2 separate regions of the Astyanax mexicanus genome follow, and region 2 is linked to region 1. A link is a contact called in public Hi-C data. All regions are on one chromosome and are shown on one strand. The core of a region is the stretch at or near the end of the contact, and the rest is flanking DNA. Distances in the headings are between cores, read along the strand shown. Region 1 holds the start of ubac2 (UBA domain containing 2). Region 2 holds the start of mzt1 (mitotic spindle organizing protein 1).

Region 1 (5,625 bases), core at 1,887-4,386:
GTTCTCAAAATGTTTCAAATTGACTGACATTAATTTCTTAAAATCATTTTTTCTTTATTTAGTTGAGTAGTTCTTGCTTCTCATAATCTGGATTAGAGCATTACTCAAATAGAGCTATTTATTATTCACTGTATACCTGTAACTGTACCTCTTCACAACTTTACAACTGATGCTCTCAAACACATGATTAAGAGACAAGAAATTCAAGTAATTCACTCTGGTCGAGTACAGCACAGCTGTTAACTGACAGCCTGTATTCCAGGTGACTGTACCTCATAAAGCTGAGCGAGAAAATCTAATATCTATATATATTAAGGTCACATCACTCAACACAATAATCCACACGTAATTACAGAAAATCTATACATTTTTAACTAATAATAGTTGCCAGTTTTCCTAAATTTTCCTAATATTCTTTAATAAAAGGATTGGAAAATTCACCAAAACTTATTGAGGTCATGTCCATAGGTTGTGTGATAAGCACACAGTCATTATGACACTACAGGAAGCATAGGGGGTGACACAGCTCTCCAGACTACTAAAAATACTTCTATAATACTATTAAATATAAAAAATACAAAAACAGCCTTCAGCAGAACTCACATCATTACTGGGAATGACTTACTGCAAATTTACGACTGCCAAACCTCCTCTCGAATATGCGAAAGTTGTAGATGAGTAAACTGCTGCAGAACGTGTCCTTCACATCCAGACAGATCAGCCTTCCACTTAGCAGCCTCCAGACCTACAACAGAGGACAGTAAACACACATTATCACAAGTTCTCCACATAAATATATGGGTCAAATACGATTTCTAATATGGGAGTGACTCTAAAATACTCTCTAATACCCTGTTATCTCAGGTTAGGCTATCTGAATGTGAATCAAAACCACTTTAAAAAATGCCAAAATGATTTAAAAAGTGAGTTAAACCCATAACTGATTAATAACTCTCACCTGTTTGTGCTGCTTCACGGCCTGAAGGCTGTAGACAAAGAACTTCTGGTACTGAGGCAGACCCAGGATCAGCAGCACAGTGAGGGCGCCAGGCAGCAGCAGCAGGCTCTTCGACAGAGGAGCTTTATCTGTAAGAGATGGAGATTGGGGACAGAGACGTTGGGTACTACTGACAACTGATGTCCTGCATACAGCAAATAGGCCCAAAACTACTCGGTCAACCAGTAAATTTAGACAACGTTATCCACACAGCTTGTATGATCTCTACAATAAAACACAACAGAACCCATCTATATTAAAACAACACTTTAACAACATCATACCCAGTCAACCACCTAACAACACAACAGCAACCACTCGAGATACATTTCCAACCACTAAGAAACACTACAGCAACACCACAGTCAGCCAACAACCAAGCAATCAACTGGGATACCACTGTAGCCACTTTACAATACTACAGCAACGCCATAAACACCATCTAGTAAACCATCTAGAAACACAATAGCACTCACCTGAGACCCCAATACATCCACTTAGCAACACAACAGCAACTACCAGGTGTACCACAACAGCCACTTATCAAAACTACAGTACATCAACACCACAGCCAGCCAACTACCTGGAATACCATATCAACCACTTAGCAACACTACAGCAACACTATAGACAGTCAACCAAATAGCAAAACAAAACTCCAACCACCTGGGATACCATATCAGCCACTTAGATTTGCTACAGCAACAACACAGACAGCCAACCACCTAGCAATAGAATAGCACCCACAACTTCTACCCCATGGTATACCACTGCAGTCACTTAGCAACACCATCGCCACCTAGGATACCATATCAACCACTTACTACAGCAATATCAACACAGCTTGTATAATCTTTACAATAAAACACAACATAACCCATCTATGTAAAAGCAACACTTTAACAACACCATACCCAGTCAACCACCTAACAACCCAACAGCAACCACCTGAGATACACTTCCAACCACTTGGAAACACTACATCAATCACCTGGGTGCCAACCAAATAGACACAAATTGAACCACCTGGGATACCACTGCAGCCGCTTAGCAACACCATAGCCACCGGGGATACCATATCAACCACTTACTACAGCTATATCCCCACATCTATATCATACCCAACCACTTAGCAACACTACAGCAACACCACAGACAGCCAACCACCTAGCAACACAACTGCAACCACCTGGGATTCCACTGCAGCCACTTAGCAACAGTATAGCCACCCAGGATACCATATAAACCACTTAGGAATACTACAGCAATATCATACCCAGCCAACCACCTAACAACACAACAGTGATCACATGGAATAACTTTACCATATCAACCACTTGAAAATATTACAGCACCCAGTTAAACACCTAACAACACAACAGCAACCACCTGAGATGCCACTGCAGCCACTTAGCAACACCATAGTCACCCTGGGATGCCATATCAACCACTTACATATAATACCGCAATACCATACCCAACCAACCACCTAAAAAACAACAGCAACCACCTGAGATACAATTACAACCACTTGGAAAGACTACAGCCACAAAACAGCCTGTCAACCACCTAGCAACACAACAGCAACCACATGGCATACCAAATCAACCACTTAGAAACAATTTAGATTTAGGAAATGTAAGTGTCTAGACTTTTTGTCAGTTTGGGTATTTAAAAAAGGTGGCCACAGACATTTGTACTCAGGTTAAGTGTAAGGTGTCTATGAGTCTGAAGAAGCAGCAGTAAGCAAGTTAGGTTACATTTTAAGTTAAATAGACTGTATAAGGACTATAATAACTGGAATAATCAATTTAATATCAGCTAAGAGTGTAAACCCGGCAGTAAACACAGCAGTCTGGATACAGACACTCAGCAGGAATGAATGACAGGGTGCAGGCGGACTCACACAGCCCTCTGGACCCGGTAGTGGTGAACATTCCGCCGGCCACGCGCTCAGGAAACACCGCGGAGTGGAAGAACAGCAGAGACTAGGCCGCGGCGCCGCTTCTCTCCGCCATGCAGTTAATAAAACTCTCAGCCGGGGAAAGGGAAAGTCTCTGTGGGAAGAAGAAGAGAGGGGAAAGGGTGTCGGGGACGGCGGCTGGCAGGGGACAAACTTTGTGTGTCTGTGTCTTACTCCGCGTTTTCGAAGTAGGAAACGCTAACCATCTAAGGGTGGATTTCCCAACAGGTTCTTATATGGAACTAAGATTATTTTTATATAGTCGAGTTCTCTCTCTCTCTCTCTCTCTCTCTCTCTCTCTCTCTCTCTCTCTCTCTCTCTCTCTCTCTCTCTCTCTCTCTCTCTCTTCTTTTTTCTCTTTATGTCTTTTTTCTCTCTTTCTTTCTTTCTCTCCTTTTCTTTTTCTCTCTGTCTTTCTTTCTTTTTTTCTTTTTCTTTCTTAATTTAATTCTCTCTCTTTTTTTCTCTTTCTTTTTTCTCCCCCTTTTTTCTCTCTCTCTTTAATAAACGTAATAAACGATAAACGTACATAGACACAGGCTGGGAAAATAATATTCAAAAGTGGAAAAAAGATTTAAAACAGTTTCAAAAATATTTCAAGAGAACAAGAAAGATGTGTGTTCTGCAAGAAAACACATTGCTTTTATGGAATTTTTACTCACTTGATTTCTTTTACAGATTTTATGTTTTTAAAGTATAAACCTTATTTTTATACTGGGGAAGAAAATGTAAAATATATTTAAATAAATTACAAGCAAGAGACTTTAAGCAACGAATCACTACAGCTCCAGTGTTTTACACGGAAAAAAACGCGACAGGATAGACCAATGAAACACGACGTGGGAGGAGTTAGAGCAGATCTAGCCACACCCCACTGGTGAAGAGAAGTTAAGGTTGCATCTCACCTGTTCAGACGGCAGGTGGCAGCGCGAGCAAACTTAAAGAAAACCTATTATGGAAACACGTGTTTTTACATACACAGATAGGCAGACGGATGGATGGATGGATGGATGGATGAATGGATAGATAGAGACACCTTTACTTCATTGTAGGGGTGGCCAGTATTATACCGTATACAATATATCGTGACACAGAAATATTGTGATGTAAAAAATCCATATCGTGATAATAGAGATGTTCTGTCTTAAAAGTAGTCTATTATTTACTGTGAAGCTTTAGGTGTATTTATTGTATTATTGTATTGTATTGTTTTAGTTTGCAGTTTATATGCATGCACTAAATATTCGGCAATATTATTTGCTGCATTATATTATTTTATGCTATATTATTTATTTTGCCACATTATGATTATGCTGTTATACTCTTATACTATATTCCTGAAATTAATTAATAATTTTTCTGTTTTCCTATATCGCCAAGTATATCGTTATCGCAAAAATACCCTGAAATATCGTGATATTATTTTAGAGCTATATCGCCCACCCCTACTTCATATGGTCCTCATATGATGCATGTCAAAACATCCAAAAGTCCTTGGGCAAGACTCCTAACACTACATTGATCAACCTCCGTGACAAAAATAACCTTAAAATTTGCTCTCGATATGAGCAGTTCTGATATCACGAATCAACTCATTTACTAACCTCAGCATATTCCACCATTCAGCTCTTCCTACTTATACAATACAGGCTGCCAATCAGAAAGGAATTGGATTTCTATAAAACAAAAAAACAAACAAAAATAGGCATCTTATTGTTAAGGTGATCAACAGCAGAAAGTTGTTCAGTTTGAAACAGAACTACTTAACCTTTTTTAGCATCGTATCAGTAGCCACAATAAAAAAAATGGATGGAATTAAATGTAAACGACGAGCAAACATCAGACCAGTCACTGTTTCTCTCACTTACAGTCAGGTTTAGCGAATCTCCTCTGTGAAACTAGCTGTAGTGTTAGTAGAAGGTCAGAAAAGTCGCTAATTTGGTATCGTTGGTCTCAACAATAGCCTTAAAAAAATGGTAAGAAACAGCAACCCAGCACAAAGCTGTCTATTTTGCTGCCAAAACGCACTTTAAAAATGTACTTTCTCATAAGCCACAGTGTGCTTCTTTATTTAGGCCTTGTTCCTGAGCTGCAAATTGCTGTCCCAGTCCTGCTCCACAGACAGACTCCGAAAGTCTTTTGTCCCTCAGGCCTCCTCTCAGCACAGCAAACTAAAGACTCTGTGACACTTTTTTTTCCAGCAATTCTGGCCACACCATGGACACACCCTCAGCTATGGACACACTCTCAGTCTTGCTGATGCCTATAACACTATTTTAATAGTTCTACCCTATTTTGCACTAGTAGTTCATTCACTAGATCATTCATCTACTGTTTACGTATCATTTGCACTGCTAAATTTAAATTATTATATAACTGTATTTGCACTTTCTGTATGGCTGACATCAGTTATCCTCACTTTATGCACATCAACTGGTGTTCACTGTCTATTGTGTTCAACTGCACTACCTCCATTCTACATCACACACACACACTAAAGACTGTACTTTTATACTTTTCATTTTATTTTTTATTTTGTTGTATTTATATGTATCATTATATTTTATCTTTGCCTGTCAAGGGAAAGGTGGGATGTCTGAAATTGCTAATCACCCACTGTGGCTTGATCACCTCAGACTATTATATTTTTCACACTATAAGGAGC
Region 2 (5,625 bases), core at 1,186-3,685, 180 kb after region 1:
AACTGGAGGGAGCTGAAGATTTTGAACAGTGGATAAAAAAAGCAAGGATGACTGAAACCAAGGATGAAATGGTAGTTTGGCTTGATGTGGAAAAACAAACCCACCAAAAAAGTAATTCCCATTCCAAAGCACTGCATGTAACCAGCGATGTGCACAGAGAACAGGTTAAATACCATCATTCAGGTTCATCATTTAATATAAATCAGTCTCTGGAAGAATTCATTCTAAACGATTTTTCAACTACAGGGTTTAGAAGTGGAGACACTATAGACGCAGGTCATCCTTGACTTGTGCTGTTTTCAGAGGCCTGGAACAGATCAAGTTAGACATAATAGGGAAATGTTAGTTCATTAATGACTGAGCACATCTCATCCCTTTTATTTTTATAAACCTGATCATCACATTTTTATTAAGTGGTATATTTTGAATATAAATTGAAAGTTACTTTATTTCAGTAATTCAGTTCAAAATGTGAAACTCATATATTATATAGATGTATTAAACACAGAGTGATCTATTTTAAGTGCTTACTTCCTTTATTGTTGATGATTATGGCTTACAGCCAATGAGAACCCAGAAAACAGTGTCTCAGAAAATTAGAACATTATATAAGACCAATTGGTATTTTGGCAGAGTGGGCAGTTTCTGTTATCTTATGTTACTACACCTTAAGTTACCTTAAGTGTGTCTGAGGCTCTGCGTAGCTCCTTTATGACTGATGAAAGGGCTTCAGGGTTGATTCCTTGCTCACACAGACGAACACATATGGACAAGGACTCCATATCCAGCCCTGTATTCAGAAGCCTGGAGATCTCCAGCAGAACTGAAAAACAGACAAAAAGAACAAGGTTACTGTCTACAAAAACAGTATCACATCCTAATACTGTGATGCTGTAATACTTGATATATCACAAGACAATTCTCTATGATACTAATAATTGTGACTAATCAACCAAACTGAGAATAAGCATGACTGATAAAAAAAATTATAGAAACCAATAAAAAAAAAATTGACCAAACTGAAAATATTTGTGACAAAAAAATAGGTAAATAAAAACAAAAAAATTCAAAATAGAGACCAATTAACTTTGAAATTGAAAACTAGAAAACTTATAATCGTGACTAATCAACCAAACAGAACATAATTGTCACTGATAAATAAATAATAGCAACCAAATGACTAATCCAATATATTAGACTGACTAATACATTAAAATATAATAATCATGATTAATTGACAAAACGGAAACTAATCGTGACTCATGAATAAACAATGGCAACCAATCGAAAATAATAATAATCGTGATTAACTGAAGCCTAACTGAAATAAACAAATAAAGAAACGCCCAATCGACTTATAGAAAAATAATAATTATGACTAACTGGCTAAATGGAGAATAATCTGACCAATCAAAAATAATAATAATAACTGTGACCAATCGACCAACCAGAAAATAACTGTGACTGATACAAAAAAAAAAAACATAACAGCGACCAATTGGCTAACAGAAAAATAATAATCGTGACTAACTGACCAATCAGAAAATAATCGTGACTAATAAAAAAAAAAACAATAGCCACCATATCAAATACAATAATAATCATGACTAATCGACCAAACTGAAAAATAATTGTGACTGATAAATAAACAATATGAAGAAATCCAAATTAATAATAATCGTGACTAATCGAACAAATGGGGGAAAAAATCGACAGATTAGTCGACTATGAAAATAGACGTTAGTTGCAGCCCTAGTGTAACAGTTACTTCTACAAGCTTCTATTAACCTTTAATGAATTAGTAATGAAGTGAACACTATAGCTTAGATGTTAGACTAATAACAGAAAATATTATGCTTGAGAAAAAAACAAACAACATTACAGAAAAACTTCAGTTAAATAAAAACAATAATAAATCACATTTAACACTCTCATTACAGCCAGACAGATACATAGAGCGGTGGGTAAGCTATGCAGGTTATGTTAGCTTCGCTTCGCTATTAGCTTAGCAAGCCTTCTGTATAGGATTTCACTAATATAAGGACATTATTAAACAGAAAATATTAAAAAAAATCAGTAGTTAAATAGATTAAATAACTCTGTTTCCTCACCGTCCATCGTTTCCCGCACAGCGTTCATGTTGGTACTGGCAGCGCTGGCCATCACAACGATAAGCTAACGAGCTAACGTTAGCACCAGCAACAACAAACTATTTAACTTTAGCTATTTACACGCTATTTGTCGTTATATTCCGGGTTTGTCCGACGTGTTTCAATTTTAACCCTTTAACTATATACTTAAATTCTTATTTAGTCTAAATAAACTCATAAAAATAGTCTATAAACTGCAGAAACCTGCTCGTTAGCTGTTTATTCTCATTTACTGTAGCGTTAGCTAGCTTCAACACCACAGCCGGTTTACAGCGAGACGGCCCACTTCCCATCTCACCCGTTAGATATAATAGTAAATTCAGTAAATGAGTTCTGACCGCTAGGGGAAGCCCGCGAGTGAGACCTCAAAAAATGGAAGTGAATGAAGCTAAAGGGCTAAGAACTTAAATAAAAATAGCAGTTAACTATTTTATTGTGATATTTCTGTAATTTTGGAAAGTATTAAGAGAGTTGTGGTACAACACTAAAGAAAACATTTCTATATGGTTACATTTGTCTTCAGGAACAGATTTTATGCTGGAAAGACGCTAGCATTACTGCTAGTGTTAGTTTTGGGGAGCTGATAGATGGATAGACAGACAGACAGACAGACTGATAGATAGATAGATAGATAGATAGATAGATAGATAGATAGATAGATAGATAGATAGATAGATAGATAGATAGATAGACAGACAGACAGACAGATAGATAGATCTCAGTGCCTCGTTTGTCGTATGTCTCGTATGTCAGGAACTACGAATTCTACCAATAAAGTGTGGAGCTAATTTGACATTGTTAATGGTGTAAAAACTTAGTAAGAACTAATAGGACCTCACACACCCCATACCTGCACTACTGCTTATACCTGCACTACCATACCCACTGTTTCCCCCTATGACTGTGGCATTTAAAGAAGTGTATGGACTCATTCACTTTACCAGCCTTAAGCTTCTATACCTCTATATTTGCACTAATGTTTGTACGAGTTCTGTTTAATCTGGTACTGTCATTCTCTCTTTAATCCCCCATCACTATTGTCCTACTGTCCTTATCTGTGACATTGTTGTATTGTACATTTAGTGTGTCTAATCCTTTTATATTTATAATATTATTTTGCTGTACTTGCTGTAACTTTTGGAAGAAGAGTAACGTAATTTCAATTCTCTGTATGTCCTGTACATATGCAGTATTGACAAAAAAAGCTAGACTGGACTTGACTTGAAAAATAGTGATTTCTCATAAGAAACTCTATGCCCCTATCACTAGCATTGTAAACCTGTTGTTTTTTTTTTTTTTGCTTTGGCTAATAGGTGAGGACTATTCAAGAAAAGTTTGTACTCATTATCATGTTTCACTACCCAAGTCCATTTTACACCAGATTACTCCTTTAAATGAATACACTGTAATTTTGCTCAGTTGCTCCATATATTTCCATTCATTTCTGCAGTGGGTATTCTCCTCTATACAGACTCTCTCATAGCTGCGGACTTGAGCAAGCGAGCAAGCGGAAACGACGTCACACACCGAGCAATGATTCTGATTGGTCGCTGTGAGAATCCCGCGCTTGTGATTGGCTGGCGTGCGTTGAGCAAAAATTAAATCAAACGTTTGAACACCAAAAGCAGGCTAGGAAACAGGAGCGAGGAGGAGGTCAGGGTGAGTTCTGTGTTTTCTGTGTTTTTAAGGATTTTATGAGTTTATTCGGGTTAAATCCGCTTTAATCCGGTTAACAGAGCAGCAGTTCACACCTCGCTTTACTGATCCGGTTCTGAATGAGGCAGATAAATGATGAATTAAGCGCTAGAGTTTTTTAATCAGGAGTTTAATCGCTTGTACTGGTACTACTTACTTACTCACTTACTTATTAACTAACTAACGAACTAAATAACTAACTAACTAACTAACTAACTACTCAGAGCTGAGCTCTAAGGGCTGCAGTGTTATAAAGGAAATTTCCTAAATAAGTAAGTTAAATAATCTAACTGACTAGGGGAAAAAACTAGACCAAACTAAAGAAAATAAGTTTCTTATGAATGCTAATATATATATATATATATATATATATATATATATATATATATATATATATATATATATATATATATATATATATATATATATATATTTTTTTATTTATTGATTGATTGATTGATTGATTGATTGATTGATTGTTTTTATTATTTATTTTTACCCATATCTTATTAATTTTTAAAAATGACGTGCACACCCAGAAACTTTGCTTAACTTATTTTGGGACTGTAACGTTTAAAATTAGCTTTTTTTTTTTTAAAGTAAAAATCTGAATTTGTTGTGCTTGAAAAAGGAAGCTAAACAACACATTTATTTTTTACTGTATATTTTTGCTAGAATTATATTTATATTGTTACAAATTATAAATGAATAAATAATGTACTTATGTCCTTTTTTATTTCTTTTCGTATTATTTCCTAGTTTTTAAATTTGTCCCATTTACGGCCTACTTTTTTTTCCAAACAAAATTTTACGCAAAATTTAAAATTAAATAAAATCTCTTTTTTTTTTTTCTTATTTTCTCTTATGTTACTTATTGTCAGTATAAGGGTTACAGTTAAGTTTTCTGATTTGGTGCGAAGTTTTTTTAAATATAGAAAATATTTTTTTTGAAATCCTTTTTTTGTTTTCTTATTTTTTTTAATGTCTGCAATCTGAATTTAAAGAAAAATAGGTTGAAACAATTTTTATTCATGTTTTTTTTTTTTTTTTTTTTTTTTTTTTCCATTTTTGCATTTCGTTACAGAAAATCTGATCTAATCAAACTTGCTTCTATTACAAGATGGGGGGAATATAAAAATCCAGAAAAAATATATACTTGAATTAAATTTCCTAAAATTTAGATTATGAGGAGTAGAAAAGGAAAAACTAAAAAAAAAATTGAATAAATGAATGAAAACTAATTTCTTCTTTACAACACAAAATAAATAAAAAATAATAAAGTTCATACCAGTTTTTTTTCTCCAAAATTTAGTACCAAAAGCCAATATGAAGGGCTTACAAACACTTTTTAAAATTCTGTTATTTTACTTTTTGATAACAAAAAAAGTAATATATATATATATATATATATATATATATATATATATATATATATATATATATATATATATATATATATATATATATATATATTACATTTTTATTTGTATAATTGTGCAGATATTGCATGTAAATTGTACTTATTCATTCTTCATATATCCTTTAAACTCAAAATACCTATAGAATAATGATTGTCAGCAAAAATAAATATTACTCAACAATATACCAATAAATGACAATCTTTTATAATGACATTGTTTGTGTTTTTTTTTTTTTTTTTTAATAAATCTTTGTTTCTTAATAAAACATATTGTCACTCTGCAACACATTAGTTAAAGATAATATAACATAGCTATAGGAAAATACTACATATTGCATCTTTAAGTACATTTTAATTAGA

The links. A called contact is a pair of places that touch in the nucleus more often than the background predicts.
Region 2: a contact with region 1 is called in a Hi-C map of muscle, with 9 times the contacts expected there. The contact joins the promoter of mzt1 here to the promoter of ubac2 in region 1. A contact is called at or near these places in 2 of 3 Hi-C or Micro-C datasets (both in muscle).

What each region holds. Positions count from the first base shown.
Region 1 is chr21:31,589,479-31,595,103 of AstMex3_surface, forward strand. It overlaps ubac2 (UBA domain containing 2), which reads right to left and starts at 3,137. Exons shown (of 9, transcript XM_049469710.1): 1 at 2,904-3,137; 2 at 959-1,086; 3 at 626-745. The coding sequence starts at 2,934. All of the region lies in intron 5 of tmem41ab (transmembrane protein 41ab), which reads left to right.
Region 2 is chr21:31,770,260-31,775,884 of AstMex3_surface, forward strand. It overlaps mzt1 (mitotic spindle organizing protein 1), which reads right to left and starts at 2,436. Exons shown (of 3, transcript XM_022674626.2): 1 at 2,112-2,436; 2 at 678-823; 3 at 1-307. The coding sequence starts at 2,163. The coding sequence ends at 278. The region is part of intron 5 of tmem41ab (transmembrane protein 41ab); the gene reads left to right. It overlaps bora (bora aurora kinase A activator), which reads left to right and starts at 3,622. Exons shown (of 11, transcript XM_049469707.1): 1 at 3,622-3,809.